2 separate regions of the Sus scrofa genome follow, and region 1 is linked to region 2. The links are chromatin contacts, called in public Hi-C maps. All regions are on one chromosome and are shown on one strand. The core of a region is the stretch at or near the end of the contact, and the rest is flanking DNA. Distances in the headings are between cores, read along the strand shown. Region 1 holds the start of MTF2 (metal-response element-binding transcription factor 2). Region 2 holds the start of CCDC18 (coiled-coil domain-containing protein 18).

Region 1 (5,368 bases), core at 90-2,589, 110 kb before region 2:
AAGACAAATTTATGAGACATCATGTTATCATTCAATGTGAAATTTAAAGGTAAAAGAGGAGTTCCCATCGTGGCGCAGAGGTTAACAAATCCGACTAGGAACCATGAGGTTGTGGGTTCGGTCCCTGCCCTTGCTCAGTGGGTTAACGATCCGGCGTTGCCGTGAGCTGTGGTGTAGGTTGCAGACGCGGCTCGGGTCCCGCGTTGCTGTGGCTCTGGCGTAGGCCGGCGGCTACAGCTCCGATTCAACCCCTAGCCTGGGAACCTCCAAATGCGGCGGGAGCGGCCCAAGAAATGGCAAAAAGACAAAAAAAAAAAAAAAAAAAAAGTAAAAAAAATAAATAAATAAAATTAAGGTAACAGAGCTCACTCTGTCTTCTTTAACAGACTAAAATTTTGATTAGGATTTCAGGAGAGGCAAAGGAGTAGAAGGGTATGACTAAAACGGTGTGAATAAAATGACTATGTGAATTTGCCAAATTCTGAGACCTTAGGCTGAGGGGAACTCCTTTTGAAATAGGAGTAAAGTGAGTTTAGACCACAAGAGGTACTTTTTCAGAGAAAGAAAAGACACGGTACTAATTATCCCTGCGCTGTTATATGAGACGAAAATATAAAATGATTTTTTAAATATTCTGACAACGTTATAAACAAAGGTACCACACGCGGCGACTAAGAGGAGCTGGGTTTCATCCACGTAGAAGTCACAGAGACACGCTCGCAATCTGTCACTTGGGACCTCTATCGGCAGCAGGCTCAGGGTCTGCCCTGGTACGAAAAAGTTCTGTCCTCCTACCAGAAACCACTTGGCACGAGAGTATTCTCAGATTTCATCACAATTGGTAAGGATCTGCAAAGCACACAGGCAGAGACACCTTTCACCCGCAGGGGAAAAAAAGTCCGAAAGCAGCTCCTGACAGGAAGGAATTTGGGGCCGAGCAAAATACAATTCTGACATCCAGGGTCTCTTCCCCGCTGAATGAAATTCCAACAGCAGGCCTCAGGGAGAAGAGAGAAGAAACGCGCTTAATCTACGATTTTCTCCACAGAAAAGAAATGAGCGGGCCAAGACGCAGGGAGCACCGTCCCACTTCTCAGGAACAGAACCTGCCCGGGCCAAGTTGGACCCGACCTGCCCCCCTGGAGCAGCCGCTGCGGCAGGGCTGCCGACGGCCGGGAGCGCAGCCCTCACTATTGTGTTAGCGCCGGCGGCGGAAGGACTTAGCCCCACCGCAAAGTTAAAGAGTCCTTCTTTGTTCAGCCCCGGCCGCGGACGCAGGGCGCGGTGTTCCTCCGCGCTCGCGCCGCAGTCCCCGCCCCCTCGCGGCCCTGGAGAGCTGCCATTCGGCCGGGAGTCGCTCCGCGCTCCCAGAATGCACCGGCAGTCCGCGGGAAACCAAAATGGCGAAGGGTTGTAGCGAAGTGGGCTGTGTTTGAGGCCGGTTTAGAACGCTCATTCTGCCCCCAACCCTCGTCCCCAGGACCTCGGTTTGTGCGTGTGTTTGTGCGGGGTGCCCGGTGGGGCGGGTGCCCAGTAAGTGCTCGGACTCGCAGGGGAAGCCCCCACGGGGTCGTGATTGGTTCTTTTTTCCTGTATGAAGCGGTTGGCACCACTGAAGTGACCGAATGAGGTGAGAGACCTTGGCCTGGGAACCAGGCTCTTCCGGAGGAGGTGGAGGGGGTGGGGAGGAGAAAGAAAGGAAGCAAGTATAAAAGGGAAAGATGGAGGCTCGAGGTGGGGGTGGGGGTTCCAGTACGTGTATGGGGGTGCCTTGCCTGCATGTACATGTTGAAAAGAATGGATGGAAAGGAGTAGTCAGTTGGGTGTTGGAGCAAATAGGGACTAAAGGAGCGAGCAGGGCGTTGGGGAAGTCGGTTGGAGGAACAAGATGAAACGTTGAGACGGGGAAGCTGTGTTTGGAGGGGCAGGAAGGAACCTGGGGGCGGGAGACGGTTGGAGGGGCAGGATGAACCTGGTGATGAGGGGGTGGGGAACTGAGGGGAGGAGCCGTTAGGAAACGGGGAGCGAGGGAGATGTGGGGACCAGAGCGAAGGGGTTGCCTGGGACCTTGGGAGGCGCAAAGGGAAGTAGCAGCTTGGAGCCGGAGGGTGATGGAATTGTACAGAATTGGAGAACGGGGGTAGAGTAGACGGGCAGGATGGAGTGTGGGGATAAGGGGAGTAAGGATGGGGATAAGTAGCGCCTGAGAGCAAGCCCTGAGGCTTAAAGGGAAGAAGTGGGAGGGAAAGTGAGAGATGCGGGAGAGGAGCCTACCGAAAATCTGGGGCAATTCTTCTCTTTAAATAAATCTAACTCCTGTGCTCGCTCGGATGTAGCTTTGTATTGTAGTCATTTTTTTTTTTATCCCTGAGGTAATTACAGTTGAAGGGATTTTTAGCTAATTTGCCAAGATTTCTGAACATGTTTTAGTAGTGCCAGAACTCTTAACTGTGTGTGTTTTACAATCTGGCGTCCTTAGTTGCGAGAATTTTTCTTTGGAAGCAACTGGAGGGAACAGATGGAATTATCGGGGTGATGTGACGAACAGTGAGGGTTCCCGAACAATGGAAAAAGGGATATGGAATGCTGTTCTGTTCTTTAAAACGTGGGACTTTGGTTAAGGCGAGAACCATTTACTCATTGGAGTATGAAAACCTAGGTAGGCCTGTAGATGACATCAGAAAGCACCATGTGAGGTCGGTATAGAACTAGAAATATGTAAATAGTGCCTGATTTAATTTGACTCCAGATGCTCCGGTAGTAGTAACTTTCTCCTTCAGATTGATTCCATGTGAGCCTCTGTACACCTTGCCTACAGGCTGGTTTCAATTTCCATGTGTTCTTTCTCTCTTGAGAATTCCTTTTTTGGGTAGTCGAATGCAAAGACAGTGAACTTAAAAGTATTTAACGTGAATAAAGTAAAATGTACATAAATTATTGAGTAACCTTTTCAAAGATTTGAAGTTCTTTAAGTGGAGCCATTTTGACTAACAGCTTTAAGTACCCAGTAGTTTTGGCAAGGAAAGAGACAGAAATTTTTTTTATTCTTGAGATTTGGAATGTTGTTCACCCTCCAAGCGTTTGTAGTGACAGCTTGCAAAGGGAGTGCAAAGTGAAACTTTTTGTTTTTGTTTTTTTAGGTTCCTAAATATAAAAATCTATTTGAATTCATATTTTAAATTTGCTCACCTTCAGTTTTTTTGTAAGTACTAAAAATATTCTGAAATATTTGAATTAAGAGTGCACCTGTTTCCTGATACTGCGTATTCGTGTTAATGGGCATTAACGGAAATCTATACCTATCAGGATGAAATGCACACACAATTTTAGAGCTGGAAGTGTAGAAATCATCTGGTTAAACTTTTTTCTAGATAGAACAAAATATTAAATTACGCTTTTAATTATGCCTACTACCTGAAAGCTCAGTTAGGAAAGAAATTTTATTCTGCGTATTTTGCTATGGGTCATAAACTGATGTTGTGGATTATAAATATGCCTTTTCATTAGGTCTTTGACTGAAAGGATAACTTGCTTATATTTCAGATAATCTTTACATCTGACTTTAGGAAACTGGCAGTCTAGTGATAATCTGTCTTAACAGATGGGGAAATTGGCCTCTGAGGAGTTGCCATGACCAACATCTGTATCTTGGTGGTTCCGAAAGTAAAATTTAACTGCAGCTTTAGTCTAAACTTCCATGAAATTCCTTGATTGGTATTTTTATATTTTGTTTCCCCTGTTGTTCAGGATTTGTTTCTTGCGGCAAAATACAACCCCGAGTTGGAATATGGACGTTTCCCCATGGGTGTTTTTTTACATATATTTTTGAGTAGTGTTGTCAAATAGAACTTTCTGCAGTGATGATAGTTATCTGTCTGCTCCATCTAGTATGATAGCCATAGGCTCATGTGGATGTTGAACACTGGAAATGTAACTGGTGAGACTAAAATTTGAATTTATAATTTACTTTCTTAAAACTAAAACTTAAATGGCCATTTGTATTTGTTGTGTTGGACAGTACATTATTATTGCATCCATTTATTAGGAATTGTCACCCCCATCAACCATGGAAACCACAGGAGCCCAAGGGTAAGGATCTTTGAACTAAGATCTTTGAACTAAGGTGATTCAAATTCTCTTTGTACATTTTTAAGATGAAATATTCTTCATTTTTGCCACATACCATTGGGAAAGAATAACGAAGGTCTCTGGTCTTTTTAGGATAGAAGATTCTGTTTCCTTTGTCAGAAGGCAACAAAAATGCATGTTAAGAAGAATTAGTTTACCTTGATATTTTAAAAAATTATTTTGTTATTTTTACACGTGAAATTTTAAACATGTACAAAGTGAATGGTAGTATAATCAACTGTTTTATATCCATGTTTGTTTCATCTCTACTCCTACTCCTTTTATGTTATTTTTTATGTTTTTTTTTTTTTGAGGTAAAATTGGCATGTTGAAATGCACAAATCTTAAATCTACATTTTTAATAAAATAGTTTTATTGAGATATAGTGCAGTATTCTATTTATATACACATAATTCACATGTATGTAACCCTTTTAAGGTACAATTCAATGATTTTTAGTCTACTCAGAGTTGTGTGAATATCACCGTTATCTAATTTCAGAACATTTTCATCACCCCAAAGTGAAAATGTATCCATTAGTAGTCACTCTCCATTCTTCCCTACTCTTTACTCCTACCCCTGGCAATCACTGATTGACTTTCTGTGTTCATATTTTGCCTATCCTGGATGTTTCATACAAGTAAAGTCATACATTTTTGTGGCCTTTTGTGTTAGGCTTCTTTCACCTGGCATAATGTTTTCAAGGGACATCCATGTTGTAGCATGTATCAGTCCTTTTTAATGGCTAAAATATATTTCATTGTGTGAAATATACTACATTTTGTTTATTCATTCATCAGTTGATAGACATTGGGTTTTTTCCTACTTTTTGACGTGAATAATGTTACCATGGACATTTGTGTACAGGGTTTGTATGGACACATGCTTCCATTTCTCTTGGGTACATATCTAGGAATGGAATTGTTGGTTCAGGTGATAACCTCTGTGTTTTAACATTTTGAGGAACTGCTAAACCCTTTTCCAAAGACCCTGTATATTCTCATCAGCAACTGTGAGGGTTCCAGTTATTTGCATCTTTGTCTTTTTTATTATAACCATTCTATTGGGTGTGCAGCGGTATCTCATGGTTTTAATACGGATTACCCTGATGGCTAAAGTTGTTGAGCATCTTGTCCCTGTAGCTATTGGCCTGTTGTCTACTTTCTTTGAAGAACTGTCTATTCAGTTCTTTGGCCTATGTAAAAAAATTGGATTATTCCTCCTTTTACTGTTGAGTAGT
Region 2 (5,539 bases), core at 2,539-5,038:
TAATACATGTGAAGCAGGCTAAAAGAAAAAAGATCTAAAAATCCTACCAGAGGAGTTCCCGTCATGGCTCGGCAGTTAACGAATCCGACTAGGAACCATGAAGTTGTAGGTTCGATCCCTGGCCTCGCGCTGTGGGTTAAGGATCTGCGTTGCCACGAGCTGTGGTATAGGTCACAGACGCGGCTCAGATCCCGCGTGGCTGTGGCTGTGGCGAAGGCCAGTGGCTATAGTTCCAATTAGACCCCTAGCCTGGGAACCTCCATATGCCACGGGTGTGGCCCTAGAAAAAGACAAAATAAATAAATTAAAAAAAAAAATCCTACCGACTTTTCCAAAGGATGTGAAAAGAACAACTGAGAAACTTCCAAAGGGAAGTAGTAGAGAACTACAAAATAACAAGAACTGGAATGGGCATCAGTATTCTTACATATTCACTGGATGCAAAAACCCACAATGGAGCCATGTCTTCAAAGTTTTCAAGTTAAAAAAAAAAAAAATTGCATTTACTAAAGTTTTTCAGTTCCTCAGAGGTGTTCTTGGGGTGCTTCCTCAAAGCCTCAGACTGCCACATGCTGTTCTCTTTACCCGTCACCTTGTTCCACTCACCCTCTTATCCCTAGTCAGCCCGGTTCTCCTGCCTCTGAAATCCACTCTGGGGACTCTTCTCTCAATTCCTGAAATCGAGTCCTCCTTTTAAACACTCTCATAGCTAAGGCACTTAGCCTCATGGCACTTATTAGAGTTCTAATTTCACATTTATCTGTATATTAGTCTGATTAATATGTCTATCCCCTTATTAAGACTGCATGAGTTCACAGACTATACTTTTACTCACCATTATATCCACAGTACGTAGCATAAAGCTTACATAAATTAAGCACTCAATAATGATTCAAAATTTTACAAGAATGATCTATTTTATTCTCAAGATGTATGTACTGACATTTAAAAATTTCAAGAACTTAATATAAAGTGAGACTGGTCAATTACCCTAAAAGTGTCCTTCTAAACCTGAAAAGGTAGAAACAGTTAAATTTTTTCCATATGTTACAGTAAGCCATGTGTAGAATGTCTGTCACCTGACATTTTTTTTTTTTTTTTTTAAATTTCAGGGCCACACCTGCAGCATATGGTCATTTCCAGGCTAGGGGTTGAATTGGAGCTGCAGCAGCCAGCCTAGGACACAGCCACAACAACTGGGACCCGAGACATCTGCCACCCCCCCTGCAGCTCATGGCAATGCCAGATCCTTAATCCACTGAGCAGAGCCAGGGAGCAAACCCAAGTCCTCACGGATACTAGTCGGGTTCATTACCACTGAGCCATGACGGGAACTCCCTCCTTGACATTTTAAAAACTAAGACAAGGAGTTCCCGTCGTGGCACAGTGGTTAACGAATCCAACTAGGAACCATGAGGTTGCGGGTTCGGTCCCCGGCCTTGCTCAGTGGGTTAACGATCTGGCGTTGCCGTGAGCTGTGGTGTAGGTTGCAGACGCGGCTCGGATCCCGCGTTGCTGTGGCTCTGGCGTAGGCCGGTGGCTACAGCTCCGATTCAACCCCTAGCCTGGGAACCTCCATATGCCGCGGGAGCGGCCCAAGAAATAGCAACAACAACAACAACAATAACAACAACAACAACAAAAAAAAAACTAAGACAAAACCCAGTAGCTTGTAGTTAGTGGATAATCATGGAGTCAGAAAATGCAAACAAAGAACTGAAGATGATCTCTATCCTACAAACCCTTCCAACACTGTCTAGGACTACAGACATTTAATGATTTTACTTCTCTCCTCAATCAAAACATTTAAATTTAAACAATTTAAGTAGAATGGTTTAGTGGAAAAGTCTTTCAAAGAGTGATTAAAGGTGCAAAGTATAAACCTAGATGATACCAGCTAGGTAACTCTGTAAGTATAAATGCAAAAAAATCTAACATTTATTGAATATTTACTATGTGTCAGGGATGGTGGATGAACACTTGTTAGCTCACAGTTTCAAATCAACTCTTAACCATTATCTCTACACAAGTGTGGAGTTAAGAAACTTATTCAAGCTAACAGTTAAGAGACAGGATTTCAACGCAGGCATTTTTTCTCTACAGTTGGGGCTCTTAATTGTAAGAGGTCAATAGTTTAAAATAGATTTCTTTCCCAATGCTTTGTTAAATACTGATGAATTTTGAACATTAAAATTGTTTTCTCATCTAGACTATTTATCTAACCCCATAGTTGGTTTCCTTACCTCTAACACTGCTCCTTAAATCTATCCTCCAACTGTAAAACATTTTTTACTGTTAGCACGCTGCCTAATCCTCAATGGCCCTTATGTAGAACAAGGTCAAAGCTACTTAGTATGGTGCACAAGCTTAAGATTTATGAGCCATGATCTAGCCTCCTAACCTCTTCAACCTTTTTCTTCTACTCCCACCCTAGACTTTACAGTCTTAAAGGTCCAACAAAAACTCAACACTTGTAGTGTCCACTACATATTGCCCACTGCTAAAACACTCACACTATGCATTTTCAGAACTCTCTCTTCCTTCTGTTCCTTTTCTTGAAATGCCCCTTCTTTCTTGCATTCCTGCTTCACTTAAGCATCTTTCTAAATTCAAATTTATTCTTCTTCAGGAAACCTTTTCTGAAACCCCAGAGAAGAAGCCCTCCTCCCACAGCAGCTATACCATACCTTATTGATACTACTTGTTTATGAACCAGTAACCCTTAAATATTAAGATCCTTGAAAAGGGATCTTTCTTTTGTCCCCTCCCCTGTGTCCGTGCCTCCATTCACTCGTTACTGGCACAGGGTAACATGTAAAGTTCAGTAAATTAACTTTTCAACTGGACTGGAAATCAAGAAATGTTGAGTTCCAGCCCGTTTTGCTAACTATGTGACTTTAGATACTTTACTCTCTATGCCTACCTTATACATCTATATATAAATAATCTAATTCTAAAGTTCCTTCTGATGAAAATTCTAAATAACTTTTAAAAACTCTACATGTGACAATATCTGTTACTGAAAGATTCTCTATATCAACCATAGAAAATTAACATTAAAAATTAGGTAGCCTGTATAAAAATTGAAAGATGAACTACACCAAGGCTGCTGTTTTTTTTTTTTGTTTTTTTTTTTCCAGTGCTACCTAGAAACATCGAAATCAGCTGTACTGGAGCTAACAAGATTTCTCCTAAGAAAGTACCCTCTACCAGAATGACTACATAGATTAAGGTAACTCCCTGTAACATTATGTAGACACTAAAAAGAAAACAATATGGGAGAAACGCTTAGAATGCTGACGAAAAGTTATAAAGTTCTAATAAACAATTAGATCCTATTTGGTTTTTAAATGATGGTTATATAACGGAGAAGGCAATGTACCATTAAACACATCAGTAACTCCTTTCAAAATATCCTCAAATAAGATTTAGTGAAAAATCACAGGGTCACAATTCAAAAATCCTTGAAGAAGTAATGACAGCGTAGACTCACAAAGCCGGATTTGGGTGAGGATGGTGGAAGTGATTAAAAAAGTGTCATCGTCTCGTCCAATGATTAAGAAGAACGTGTATTAGACCTGTATTGTGAAATCCGCCGTACTGGAGCGTGTACTGGCTAGAAAAACCTCAGGTGAATTATAAAACACAAAGAAAAACCGCCGACATCACCGGGGCTGGCCTCCTTCCGACCGGAGGAAAGGGGAGAGGGCGGGAGTCGATTCTAGGTCCCGCCTAACTTCCCGGTCCCCGGCGCGGCCAGGACCTCGCCTCCGCGCCTGCGCAGAGCTGCCCGGCTCCCCCCGCGGCCCTCGCCTCACCCCCCGCGGCTCCCCGGCTTCCTACGCCGGTGAGAGGCGACGACGTGCGGCGGGGCGAACGGAAGGAGGCTGGCTGCCCTCTGCACCTACTTGGTACTCGATCTCCAGCGAGGCCTTCAGGGGCATGGGCTGGTAGAAACACTCCTTCTGGCCGGCGGGAAGGGTGAACGTGAAGTCGCTGTCCAAGGAGGGCGTGAAGCCGGCCGCCGCGGGCAGCAGCAGAGCGGCCCAGAGGACCCCCGGGAAGGGCAGCCGGATCTTGTCGCCCATGCCTGCCGGGGCGGTCTCGGGCCGGAAGAGGCGTGGGAAGGGTGGGCTAGTGACGCCTGCGCCCCGCTTCGCCTCCCCGGGCTCCTCGTGGGCGGCGGGGAAAGCTGGAGCCTGAAGGAGGTCCGGGAGCCGGCCGCGGTGGAGGCGTGCTCCTCGGACGAGGAAGCGCCGGCCTGGGGAGCGTAGGCGCTGAGGGCGGGGCCAGCAGTCCTTTTCCACACCCTCCTCGGTCTCGGCGCCTCCAGCCCCGCGGGAGCGCGGCCCGCTTGACTCCCAGAAGACCGCAGCCTCCCATGGCTGCCCTCACACCAATGGGCGTCGTGGCGGTAGCTGTGGGAAATGTAGTTCAGGGAGCGAGCTCGGCCTCGCTCGCAGACCACAATTCCCGACAGGCCTCGGGGCCCGCGCGGGGGCGGGGCTGCGGCGGGGCGTCGCCAACGGCTCCCGCGGCGGTTCGAACGCGACGCCGCCGGGGTTCGCTGGTGTCCCGCGTGCAGTGTCGGGGGTTCCACGCTCTGGGTCCGGGAGAGGGGCGAGGTTTCCGAGCGCAGACGGGTGCGCCGGCGTCGGTGGGTCTCCCAACTGCGGCTTGGGTGGCGAGCGGCCTGCCGGAGGGGGTTGTGTTCCTTCCCCTCTGGTCCCCTGAGGCGCTTCTCCTGGGCCTCGCCCTTGCGCTTGAGCTGCTGCTCTGCAGGGTTGTGTTTTAGGTGAAGAGAGATGGAAAAGCAAGCTGTCGAGTTTTCCTCCGCTTGTTCCAGATGAACGAAGGACGCGTTTGTGTCAGATTGAGCGTTCTTGTCACAGCACGGTGCCCTCTCGGGTCACGGCCCCCTTGCAAAACGGGGAAGCCTTTTCGACCCCAGTCTCTGGTTTTACATCCCGGGAGTGAAGTGAACACTTGTGCTTCGGGGCCGTGGGTGTGCGTGGATATAGCCACAAACGCACCGTTATTTGGGCCGAAAGGCGTCAAGGCCTGGAGGTAGCATGATGTGCTTTTCCAAGATAGACTTGAAGGGGGGCAGACGCTTTATTTGAAGACAATAGAGAGCTCAGTCTGAAAACGAAAATATATTTGAACTTCAGACGTTTTCATTGATAACTTCAGAAGGGTTAGAGAATTCTTACATTAAAATGTATACAAGATGTTGGACATAAACCTGACTTAGTTGAAACATAAAATCGAATAGCATTGTAGAATTTGCCCAAATTTTCTTTACCCTTTTTACCTTCACTATCCTGTAGGGAACTAGAGATATTGAAAAGAAAAAGCAGCATGGGGACCTGATCCATTGACTTTTGTTTGGGAGCGTCTGTTTAAGCGGAAGCAAATTTGTGGAAACCAAAGAGGAAAGAGGAGAGAAACATTTTCTCTGCTAAGATTATAATAGCAGTTCATTTAAGTTTCTGCCACAGTTCCCTCTAATAAGGTGAGAGTTTTCTTTTTAATCTTC

What was found. A called contact is a pair of places that touch in the nucleus more often than the background predicts.
Region 1: a contact with region 2 is called in a Hi-C map of brain, with 3 times the contacts expected there. The contact joins the promoter of MTF2 here to the promoter of CCDC18 in region 2. A contact is called at or near these places in 2 of 5 promoter capture datasets (fetal liver and liver), 7 of 47 Hi-C or Micro-C datasets (alveolar macrophages, brain, embryonic fibroblasts and 4 more) and 2 of 2 datasets of contacts at active chromatin or transcription factors (alveolar macrophages and skeletal muscle).

The regions. Positions count from the first base shown.
Region 1 is chr4:124,120,409-124,125,776 of Sscrofa11.1, reverse strand. It overlaps MTF2 (metal-response element-binding transcription factor 2), which reads left to right and starts at 1,339. Exons shown (of 15, transcript XM_003481511.4): 1 at 1,339-1,630. The coding sequence starts at 1,626.
Region 2 is chr4:124,008,540-124,014,078 of Sscrofa11.1, reverse strand. CCDC18 (coiled-coil domain-containing protein 18) reads left to right here and starts at 3,788. Exons shown (of 32, transcript XM_021090190.1): 1 at 3,788-3,911; 2 at 5,331-5,515. TMED5 (transmembrane p24 trafficking protein 5) reads right to left here and starts at 4,254. Exons shown (of 4, transcript NM_001243695.1): 1 at 3,909-4,254. The coding sequence starts at 4,088.